Regions from separate parts of the Mus musculus genome. Here region 2 is linked to region 1. Evidence: chromatin contacts called from public Hi-C data. All regions are on one chromosome and are shown on one strand. The core of a region is the stretch at or near the end of the contact, and the rest is flanking DNA. Distances in the headings are between cores, read along the strand shown. Region 1 overlaps Prkcz (protein kinase C, zeta). Region 2 holds the start of Cfap74 (cilia and flagella associated protein 74).

Region 1 (5,484 bases), core at 2,022-4,521:
TAACTCCCTACGGTTTCTGGGGGGCAGAGGGACAGAGTTGTGACAACCTTGGCTTTTAGAAACCTGAGTTCCCAACAAAGGCTGCAGTTGCAAAAACCCAAACTTTCAAACTGTACAGATTTACCACAAGGTTCTCTAGAAGCAATGCGGCCCTGGACAAAGCCACACTGTTTTTTCTAGGCCTGTGGGCAGGGATCCTGGAGGCCCCCCAGGATCTAGCTACCTCTGCCATATGCAAGCCAGTCACACTTTTCAGAATTCGGTTTTGCCTGGAAAATGGAAACTATTCTTGATCTTAGTGGTGGTCACCATTATGGCCCCAGAAGTGTATGAGTGAATCTAGCTTACTGAAGACAGAGGGAGGGATGTACCTACTACCTGGGTATCCCAATCTACTCCACCCTCCAGCGGACATTGCAGTAAACCCAGGCTGTAAGGAAGGGCTGGAGGGTGGGGACAGAGCCTGCTGGGCTGTGGAATACACTGGACAGTATAGGAGCTATCCATGGTGATCCGGCAAGTCTGGCATGAATGTGCCAAAGCAGAGCTTTGGCTGGGGAAGAAACCTGAACTCTGGGTGAAAGCTGTTAGTGTCACATGCCCATTGGGGACGCAGCCACTATCCCCCTGGGTGCTGGCTGGCACATGGTGAACAGCAAGTCCTGAAGAGTGTGTGGGCTACCCTTCTTTTCTTGCAGCCTTAACTCTGACAACCTCCAGGAGCTATGCTTGTCTTTGAATTCTATAATTAGGCTGGTCACAGGAATCTTAACGAGCTCTGTTTCCATGGTAACCTAGCATCTTAAGCACTGACAAGGTGGGAAAAAAAAAAACCCACATTTTTTAAAAAGCTCTGATCAACTGACTGTGCACAAACCCGCCTCTTCTAGGCTTGCTCGAGGATGAGGTGGGCTGAACTCCAGCCGCAGATCAGAATAAAGCTGGAGGGTTCCTGATTCGTGGGATGTATAACGTACTGTGTAATGTGCCAAAGGGTGGCCCATGTGCTAGCAATGAAGTCTCCTGGAGAGCCCAGTACCCTTGGTGGCATTCCCAGGCCAGTGGCTAGCAAAGGCAACAATCCGGTTAGGTTCCTGAGGACCAAAGAGGGTCCACGGAGCATAGGACAACACAAAAGAGGATGTAGAAAAACATGCAGGAAAGAGACAGCCAAATGTCCTGGGGTCAGGGGTTCCCCAGGTTAGAATGGACACTGGCACTTCTAAGGCTTAGGGTCACGATGGTTTTGCCAGGATTCTGTTTCTCTTTCTCCAACACAAACACACACACACACACACACACACACACACACACGCTTATCCCAGGATTTCAGATGCCGTACAGTTATGGCATGATTGTGTCCCAGTTCTTCCTTTGCCACACTTCAGGGCGTTTCATTCAGCCTTAAGTCTGTAACACAGACACCATCCCAGGAGTCGGGGTGGGGGGTGGGGTGGGGCAGCAGTGAGGGTGGAAGGTAGGAAGGCCGGGGTAGGGTAGGACGACGCCATCTGAGTGTGCGCTCACCTCCTGCCCTTAGGGACTTTCCCATCCCATCTCAAACTTCCTGCTTCTCAACACTGATCCATCTTCCAGATGAAAGTAAGGCTTACACATGTCATGCTTTCGAAGGTAAATGAAGAATAACAGGGAAATCATAGAAACAGGCCTGGGTAGAGAGGTACGGGAACTGCAACCGTGGGAAGCTATGGCCGCGTGGGAGACGGGCTGTTTGTGAGCAAGGGGAGCAGGCAAGGTTCCCACGTGGGTTTTCCACCCTTTCAGCTGCCCCGTTCTGTGCCCTGGGTGTGTCCCTCTGCAACCACAACACACCAGAGGATGTAGAAAAACATGCAGCAAAGAGACAGCCAAACAGAGGAGAAGCCCCAGTCCCCTTGTCTGCAGGGGGCATCCTTGGTGCATCAGAGATGTGTGAGAAGCTCACACACTGCTGCTGCTCAGAGGAAGACGGGGGTGGGGGTGGGGTAGGGGGAAAACTGGCCATGAGACAGTGTCCCTGGTGCGATGCATGAGCCTCAGTGGGGATTCACCCAGGTCACGCCGGCCAACCGTAGTAAAGGGACCCAGATACCGGTGTGAGGAGGAAGATAAGATGTGAAGCCAGGCGTGGTGGCTCACACCCACGACCCCGACACTTCATTAGCTGAGACAGGAGGACTGCCACCAGTCCAAGGTCAGCCTGGCCTGCATAGCAAGACTTCATCTAAAACAAACCAAAACAGAGGAAGAGAGGGAAACAGAAACAGGGGGAACGGCATGCACAGAATACACTATGCACGTGTTTGAAAGCGTTGTAGTGAAGTCCATTACTATGTACAACTGATATGTGCTATGGAAAACATTCAAAAGGCTAAGAAACAAACTGAACCCGGGCTGGTCAGTTCCTATTGGGAGTCAGACTTCTAGCCTCAACTTCCTTTTTGGGCAGAACACAGGAAAGAGGCCCCTTCCTGGGAGTGTGTGCTTACTGTCTATTCCATGGGCACAGGTCCTGGTAGTCCCACCTACTCCAGCCTTGAGATTGTTCATTTAATACCTATACTAAGCAACAGAAATGTATTCTAGTGATATCAGTGACAAGAGAGAGACAGAGACAGAGAGACAGGGAGAGACAGAGAGAGACAGAGAGACAAGGAGAGAGAGACAGGCAGACAGACAGACACACTCTGACTGCTGGTTAGGCTGTGGTGGGTCACCTTGGATGCTCACACACTGAGTGGGACCAAAAGGAGGCAGGGTAAGTCTGGGTCACCTTGTGGCTACTGCTCATGGCCAGCTACAACCACCACCCATCAGTGCCATCTGCATCTATCCATCACAACACCGAAACGTCATCAGTACCCTCACTCCTGGGTTCAACGGCCGTGTCACACACGAAAATCTGTGAGGTACTTTGTGTCACAGGGAAAAGGACAAGGGGCTTGGAGCTTGTTTCTCAGGTGCCTGGTGAGCACATACAGGACCCGTGACCTCTGATGGAAACCAGGCACTGAGGTTCCTGGGTCTCAGGTGGGCAGGAAGATACCAGATCCTCCCCAGCAGCCAGACACGGCAGACAGGCTCTGTGAAGTACTACAGTGAAGCCTACGGGAAGCTGTGCTGCCATCTGGGGGAGCGGTGAAATAAATCCCACAACAGCTGCTCCGTGGTTCCCAGGGAAGGAAAGAGAAAGACTCACACTGGTGTGAGGCAGGGGCAGCTCTTTCCGGAGGGAAAACTGTCCACGTGGACAGCGATGCTCTGGCTGGATCTCGGGGGCCCTCTGCTGGATGAAACGCCTTAACAGGGTTTCTGAAGGTGCCCGGACAAACCTCACACAGTCTCTCTCTCTGCCCGTGCCTGAGCCTCTCACAGAGAACAGGATCAGAAGGCAGGCAGGCAGAGGAGGACTAAGGGACCTGACAGCTTGCTATGTAACAGTGGCCACACAGGTTCTGGGGATGCATAAACTTGATGCTATCCCTTTATCTACCAGAAACAGACAGGGCTGTGGAAGAGGGGCTGCCTATGGGTCCCAGGAGCCCCAGGAACCCTAGGAGACCAAGAATCCTTTCCTGACCAGTAAACATTAAGAAGAATGGCCCTGGGAGACCTGGAAAAAGTCCAGCACATGCCAACCATTGCACTAGTTGATGCAAAGACTCAAGTACACTATGATACAAATTGAGAGGGCCAGCTGGAAGGTTGACCAGTAGTTTTCTTTTTATTGATTTAATGGGAAGACATCAACTTCCAAGTAATTCAGTTGCCATGGACTCGTGCTAAGTACGGCTCCTGTCGATGGAGGAAACGCGCACACAGCAAGTGGATCACTGCCCACCTCCCCCACGGTCAGTGGACTGGATTAAGTCCTTAGATCTGAGGGCCAAGGCTAGAGCTCAGGAGCTAGAATCTGCAGGACTCGACGAAGCCAGCAATGGACAGAACACAGGGCACAGAGGCTACTATCGAGAGCTCGATTGGAGGCATGCTATGAATGTAACTTGCTGTGGAGAACCACGGAAGGGAAACGTGTGGCTTCTACCAGTCTAAGCCTCCAGCCAAGGGTGAGTGAGGAAAGCTGGAGAAACCAAAGCCACACTGGAGGAAAGTGACCGTGGGGGCAGGCTGGGCCTTCCTGATTCTTTAGGGCCTATATGGAAAACATGGGCTGGGGCTCAGTGCTTGGATATCTGACTGGAGACAGGAACAGCAGCTCAGGTAACTAAGACAAGAGATGGATGTAGAGATCTGTCTCTACCATGTGGGCACCAAAGGCCGCTTTCTTCCACAACAGACACTCTTCCTCAGATAGCTCCAGAGGCTACCTGGAGCTGGGTTGAGTTCAGGTGAGGCCTGTCCCTGGCTTGGGGATGACTGCACCTATGTCCTTCATAGTGGGGTGTTAGATGAGCACAGCCTCTCAAGGTCTCTCTTGGTAGGGACGCCAACCTCCTTACATTACCCACATCACCTCCAAAGCCTCATGACCTCTCTCTCTGAAGATACTGTAGGTTGAAATATGTTTGGCACACCTGACTCAGCAAACTCAGGTAGGGATTCAAAGCTGGGTGAGAAAAGGCTGCATAACGGGAGCCTAAACTGAACTGGAAACGCACACTGCACAAACAAAGCCCGGATAACTACTTGTCAGCAAATCTGCGGTTTTGGAAAAAAAAAAAATCACTAACAAGGGTATTTCAGGCAGAGGGAAAATTGTCACAGCTAGGCGAGGTGAGACGGAGCACGCTGGAGGGGCTGTGGGGGCGCATAGGTGCAGTCCATGGGAGGTTATGGAAAGATTATGTGAAAATACTGTGGTGTCTCATACATGGGACCTGAGCACCTGCAGATTTGGATGTCCGGGTGGTGGGAGTTAGAGAAAAATCCCCAAAATAAACTATATAGACAGTAGGTGGAGGGGAGCTAGAAAAAAAATCCCCCAAAATAGACTATACAGACAGTAAGTTTCCCTTCACCACCACACACACAGCAACCTCAATAGCTGTTCTTTTTTTTTTTTTAAACGATTTATTTATTTATTTATTGTAAGTACACTGTAGCTGTCCTCAGACATTCCAGAAGAGGGAGTCAGATCTCGTTACGGATGGTTGTGAGCCACCATGTGGTTGCTGGGATTTGAACTCCTGACCTTCGGAAGAGCAGTCGGGTGCTCTTACCCACTGAGCCATCTCACCAGCCCAATAGCTGTTCTTTTACAGGGCAACTGAGGCTTCAGGTAAGAGGGTTTTAAAGATATATAACACTTTCTAGCTCACAATGGGCCCACTTAGGACTTTTTGACTTTACAGAGTGAGATCAACACAAATCCAGCAGGAAATCTGGTTTGAACTTAGTATGTTTCCCTGGCTAATGGGTGGGGACGACTGTTACAACGCTCGACGTGGCAGAGAGCAACAGTTTCCAGTCTACCTGAGCTCATGGGCTCAACAAACGAAGAAGCGCCTCTGTCAGCGGTGCCAA
Region 2 (5,484 bases), core at 1,923-4,422, 100 kb after region 1:
AAGCATAATGCAGAACTCTGATCCTCCTGTCTGTCTCCCAAGTGCTGGGATTAATGGTGAGTGCCACCATGCCTGTTTTATGCAGTGTTAGTGATTTAACAGAGGGTCTTGTGCATGCTAGGCAAGCACTCTGTCAACTGAGCTACACCGTTTGCCTAACTATTATTTTTTAAACAAAAACAACTTTACTGCCAGTGGTTTGCATTCCATAACATTGTGTTCATTTTCAACAGTCAGCTTCCCAGGGCATAGGTCGTTAGGTTATTGGTGAGCCTGTCAGTCAGTCTGTCTTTTGCTTGTTCTCCTCGGTGTTTTCGGATGTCTCTCCCTTGGAGTGTGGCTCCGTTTCTCTTGGTGCACTCTGTAAAACTGGGCCTTTCCTTTGGTTGTTTTAAGGAGTTTTTATTTATGTCTTATTTCTATCTGTTTGTGTCTTAGTTAGGGTTTTACTGCCGTGAACAGACACCATGACCAAGGCAAGTCTTATAAAGGATATTTAATTGGGGCTGGCTTACTGGTTCAGAGGTTCAGTCCATCATCATCAAGGTGGGAGCAGGGCAGCATCCAGGCAAGCATGGTGCAGGCATCGATGAAAGTTCTACATCTTCATCTGAGGGCTGCTAGTGAGCTAGAAGCTATGAGTAGGGTCTTAAAGCCCACGCCCAAAAAGACACACTTACTCCAACAAGGCCACACTCCCTGAGCCAGGCACATACAAACCATCACAGTTTGTTTATTTTGTGTTGGTGTGACATTTCCTGATTTATTTGCCTTGATACTTGTAAAACTCCTTGGCTATCACATTGCTTTCCCAGTTTCTCAGGTCAAATAAACACCCTGCTCTTTGTGGTGATGTGTGAATCGCTCCAGTTTGATCTGGTCGGTTGGGGTGTGGGAGTTCAGTACAAGTCAGCAGCCCCGTGGATTTTATTTATTAGTTGTCTAGAGAATATTTCGATGCTTATTGGCCTCATGGCAACCAGGAGAGGAGCTAAAATAAGGCACCAAAGGGAATCTTGTTACCCCTGGGCAGAAACCTCTACTGTGTCTTCGTGAACATTTTGGGGTGCTATCTCTTCCTAGTAAGGCAGGAGTTACCTTGGAATGCTCTGAAGTCATTTCAGAGTCTGGACAGCCGTACACTCAAGGACACAAGGGTGTCAGTGAGTGCCCACCGCACAGGCCCAGGTACTGTCCACAGGTTAGGACTGTGGCCTAGTTTTGGTAAAGCCTGTTCAATAGCCTACTCGGGCTTTGCTTGTCTTTTGCTTTCGCTGTGAGAGATCAGGCTCCTACCAACTACCAAGACAACACCTGATTTCACAGCAGTGTTAGCATCCTACTGACCTCCAACTTTTCATGATCCCTCTGTAGGGTATTAATACAACTGAATTACAGGTGGAGTGGAATTACCACTCCAATTTGTTGCTGGTAAAAGTCTCACAGATGAGCTGCTTCCTTAAGACAAGGAATTCACATGCTGCTTAGGCAGGGCTCCTCGTTGCCAAACAGACAGTGAGTAACCCATTTCCAAATCCCCTGCAGTCATCTCTCTCAGACCATTTCTTGCACCAATGGTGTCAGCCCATGTCCTCTAGTTCAAAGTCGTGGGATAGAACTAGGTACACCAGAAATTTAGTAGGCATCTTGGATTGATTAGCAGAGGAAAAAGAATTGAACTGAGAGGGGCTGGAGAGATCGAAGAAGGAAGAAGATGAAGAAGAAGGAGAAGAAGGAGAAGGAGAAGAAGAAGAAAAGGAGGAGGAAAGAAGGAGGAGGAGGAGGAGGAGGAGGAGGAGGAGGAGGAGAAGAAGAAGAAGAAGAAGAAGAAGAAGAAGAAGAAGAAGAAGAAGAAGAAGAAGAAGAAGAAGAAGAAGAAGAAGAAGAATTGAACTGAGAAATCCTTTGGTTCTTGATTCCCAACTGGCATATTGAGATAAAAGTGGAAGGGAGCCGGGCATGGTAGCATACGCCTTTAATCCCAGCACTTGGGAGGCAGAGGCAGGTGGATTTCTGAGTTCGAGGCCAGCCTGGTCTACAGAGTGAGTTCCAGGACAGCCAGGGCTGCACAGAGAAACCCTGTCTCAAAAAACAAAACAAAACAAAAAAAGTGGAAGGGAGGCAAACCTAATGTATACCTGACAGGCTTGGCCAGCCTAACAGAGGAGTATAGTATACCCCAGAGAAAATTACATGTGTTAGTCAGAGTTTTGTCCCTGTAAACAAATATTTGAGGCAACGTGAAAGAGAAGACCAATTTATTCACTTATTTTACTATAGTGGGGATTATACTTCATACCACAAATATTAGTATTGGATATGGTTACTTCACAACCCTCTCTGCTCAGCCATATACCAGGGTCAACCCAGAGTAGGAGGCCCAGTTCACATTCTCCCTCAGCTAAAGGTTACAAACCAACTGGCTATCTTTCCCAAATTGCTTTACTAGGACATCCGGCTTCCATACACAAAGCTCTAAACTTATAGAACACCTGGGTTCGATCCCCAGCCACACACACACCTATACAGTATTGCAGTGGTATTTCACAGGCAAAGTATCTGAAGGGAGTGCAGAGGTACCCCCCACCAATCTCCACTGACATTTCCACAGGCTCTGTATTATTTTGAGGACTTCTTAACGCTGAAGGTTCTCCATCTCCAAGACAAAACTACAGGAGTTGCCAGTCATCCCTGCGACTCTGAGGAAAGGGAACATGTCCTGTCCACTGTTGAGCCCACCTCCTGCCCGGACTAGTGACCACGCCAACTTAAACGACCAAAAACAATCCAAAGAGTCCTGTGAGTTATCCAGAGGAGTCAGATGTCACCACCTAGAGGGCACAACACAGGCTGCAAAGCCCTGGGAGAGCCAGAATTCAGATCCAAGAGACGCAGGAGATCCTAACTTCTGCGTAAATGGTCTTTTAAGTAAGCAGTTGACCCAAGTTTCAACTGGCTTTAGACAAGTTCTCGAGCACCTGCCCCAGTCTCCAGGAGAATCGTCTGGGCAACAGTCAGCTTTGACTCTGCCCTCCGCGATGCTCGTCCCACTTTACCCCCGCTGTTGCACTACGCCTGCGCACAAGCTCTCCCTCCGCAGCCTCAGCCCCGCCCGCTACCCCAAAGCAGCCTTCCGTTGCCATGGAGCTGCGCGCCCAAACTACGCAGCCTCAGACCCACGGTGGCTGGGGGCAGTCGGGCCGTTAAGAGGCCATGGTCTAGCGGCTTAAGGAACTGATTCTGCGGGGGCCAGTGCTGAGGAACCGTCGCCGAGGATCTGTTTCTGGGAGGCGACCTAGTTACTGGACCACTTTCTAGGGGTCATTTGTGAGGAGCTGTTGCTAAGGGGCAGTCGCCAGGGACCATTCTTGAGAGGTTGTTGCTGCTGAGGGACCACCACCGAGGAGCCGTTCCTGAGGAGGTTTGCCAACAGTGCAGCCCACTCTTGGGGGACCTTTGCTGAAGTCTCATCGCTGAGGGACATCACTGGGCTGCCCAGAGAGGTGGGTACTGGCGACTTCAGCCTTGGGGCTGCACTGAGGATGCGCTGAACAAGGGGTAACTTTTCTGCGTGGACACGTGGCGGTGAGTCACGTGGTTACCACAGCCTATGAAGCGTCAGCATCAATCCTGCTGGTGAAGAGCCAGGCATCAGTCTGAGAGCTGAAAGTAAGAGTCACCTCCCGCTGTTCCAGCCTGGCTTTAAATACAAAACCCTTCATTGCAAGTGGATAGGCCTCCTTAGCTTGATTTTTCCATAAAATGACTCCCTTATCTGGGTAAAAATGCTTAGCAAAATACACCCTGAATGAAGGTGTGCTGTGGGCCAAGTAATGAGTGGACTAGTAAGTAATGTGAGCTAGGTAATGAGTAGACTGCTCAGGTATTCATTGATGAATATTGTCTTCAAACAAATGATGCCTACCTTCTTGTGTACAATTTAAGAACTGATTATCAAACAATTTATCAAAAGCCCACCCAAGCCAATAAATAGAATCTTGTCTTCACCCATAACATAGTACCCTCCTCTCCTGGTTAACTATGAACAAACCCGTGATTCTCACTTCTCCTCGTGTGTAACCGCACACCTTTGCTTATCTTAGATTAGAAATTTATTCCTGAACAGTAGTTTTTGTTAATGGTTTGATTGGTTTTTGAGAAAGGGTTTTTCTGTATGGTCCTGGTTGTCCTGGAACTTGCTCTGCAGACCAGGCTGGCCTCAAACTCAGAGATGTACCTACGTCTGCTTCCCGAGTGCTGGGACTAAAAGGCCTGTGCCACCACACCCAGCTTGAAGCCCTCCCCTTCTTGTCTTTAAAATAAATAAGACGAGCTTCAAGACTGACAGAATACATTTCTGTTGTGTAAAGAATTCAAGTTGGAGCACTTTGTTATGGCAACCCTGGAAAACTCCTGTGACAAGTGAGAGTTTCTGCAGCCCTCTCTAAGGAGAGGGCTGTCCTCTCAGAAGAAAAGATAGAACAGGCAGTACAGTGGCCCCAGGGACACCCAACGTCCCAATCCTCCGAACCAGTAAAAACATAACGTTCCATGGCTAAGAGGAACTGAGGCGGCCCATCAGCTTCCTTTGAGATGGAAGAACTATCTTGGGTCATCTCATTGGAAGAGGGAGGCAGGAGAGATCACCAAAGGCTACGGCAGGTCGGGCTCAGCTAACACTGCAGATTTGAACACGTTAGATGAAGTCAGGTGCCAAGGGGCAAAGGCAGCTTTAGACAGAAAATGAAAAGCCAAGAAAGTAGACACACCCTCTCTGGTTTCCAAGAAGGTCACACAGCTTTGCTGATGCAGGACAACCAAGTCCTAATTCATAAGGACGAGCCTCAAGGTGCTGTGAGACTGAAAAGAAGAGAAAGACAAATCTAGGGTTATACCAAGTGCAGTTTGCTGCTAAGCGTTGGGGGACAGGAAGTATGTAAGTATGGGCCTGAATGTCAGCAGACCAAATGAACCCAAGTGTGAGTCAAAATCTTTGGGTCAAAATGAAGAGTGTATTTGTGGAGTAGAACGGAGAGCCAAACTTGCTGGGTGATAATGGCGCACACCTTCAATCACTTGGGAGGCAGAGGCAGGCCATCTCTGTGAGTTTGAGGCCAGCCTGGTGAGTGCCGGGGTTAAACTAAGAAACCCTATCTCAAAATAAAACCAGAGCAGACTCATTCTTTCTGTAATCTGCTTGTTTATCTTAAAATAATATCTATAGTGACAAATTGGGAGTTTTGGTTTCTTAAAAAAAAAAAAAAAAAACCACAGGAATAGCCGGGCGTGGTGGCACACTTGGGAGGCAGAGGCAGGTGGATTTCTGAGTTCAAGGCCAGCCTGGTCTACAGAGTGAGTTCCAGGACAGCCAGGGCTATACAGAGAAACTTTGTCTCGAAAAACAAAAAAAACCAAACCAAGTAAAAAAAAAAAACCCAAAAACCCACAGGAATATTTAAGAATATATTTTTGTCTTAATCCTAG

Evidence for each region. Hi-C and Micro-C count contacts between places; a contact is called where the count stands out from the background.
Region 2: a contact with region 1 is called in a Hi-C map of cortical neurons, with 2.2 times the contacts expected there. The contact joins the promoter of Cfap74 here to the enhancer-like site in region 1. A contact is called at or near these places in 2 of 39 promoter capture datasets (hippocampal neurons and macrophages), 5 of 484 Hi-C or Micro-C datasets (cortical neurons, liver, neural progenitor cells and 1 more), 2 of 115 datasets of contacts at active chromatin or transcription factors (embryonic stem cells and memory CD8 T cells) and 2 of 9 other capture datasets (adipose tissue and pancreatic islet).

The regions. Positions count from the first base shown.
Region 1 is chr4:155,305,025-155,310,508 of GRCm38.p6, forward strand. All of the region lies in intron 4 of Prkcz (protein kinase C, zeta), which reads right to left. Among named protein-coding and RNA genes, the nearest start is that of Prkcz, 54 kb to the right of the region's middle. Within about 2 kb of position 3,272, at least 100 of the 459 cell types and tissues checked have an H3K27ac peak or open chromatin away from gene starts, as enhancers often do. A contact at or near this core is called in cortical neurons, hippocampal neurons, memory CD8 T cells and 3 more, where this site is marked.
Region 2 is chr4:155,406,068-155,411,551 of GRCm38.p6, forward strand. Cfap74 (cilia and flagella associated protein 74) reads left to right here and starts at 3,173. Exons shown (of 39, transcript NM_001368738.1): 1 at 3,173-3,503. The region is part of intron 2 of 5830444B04Rik (RIKEN cDNA 5830444B04 gene); the gene reads right to left.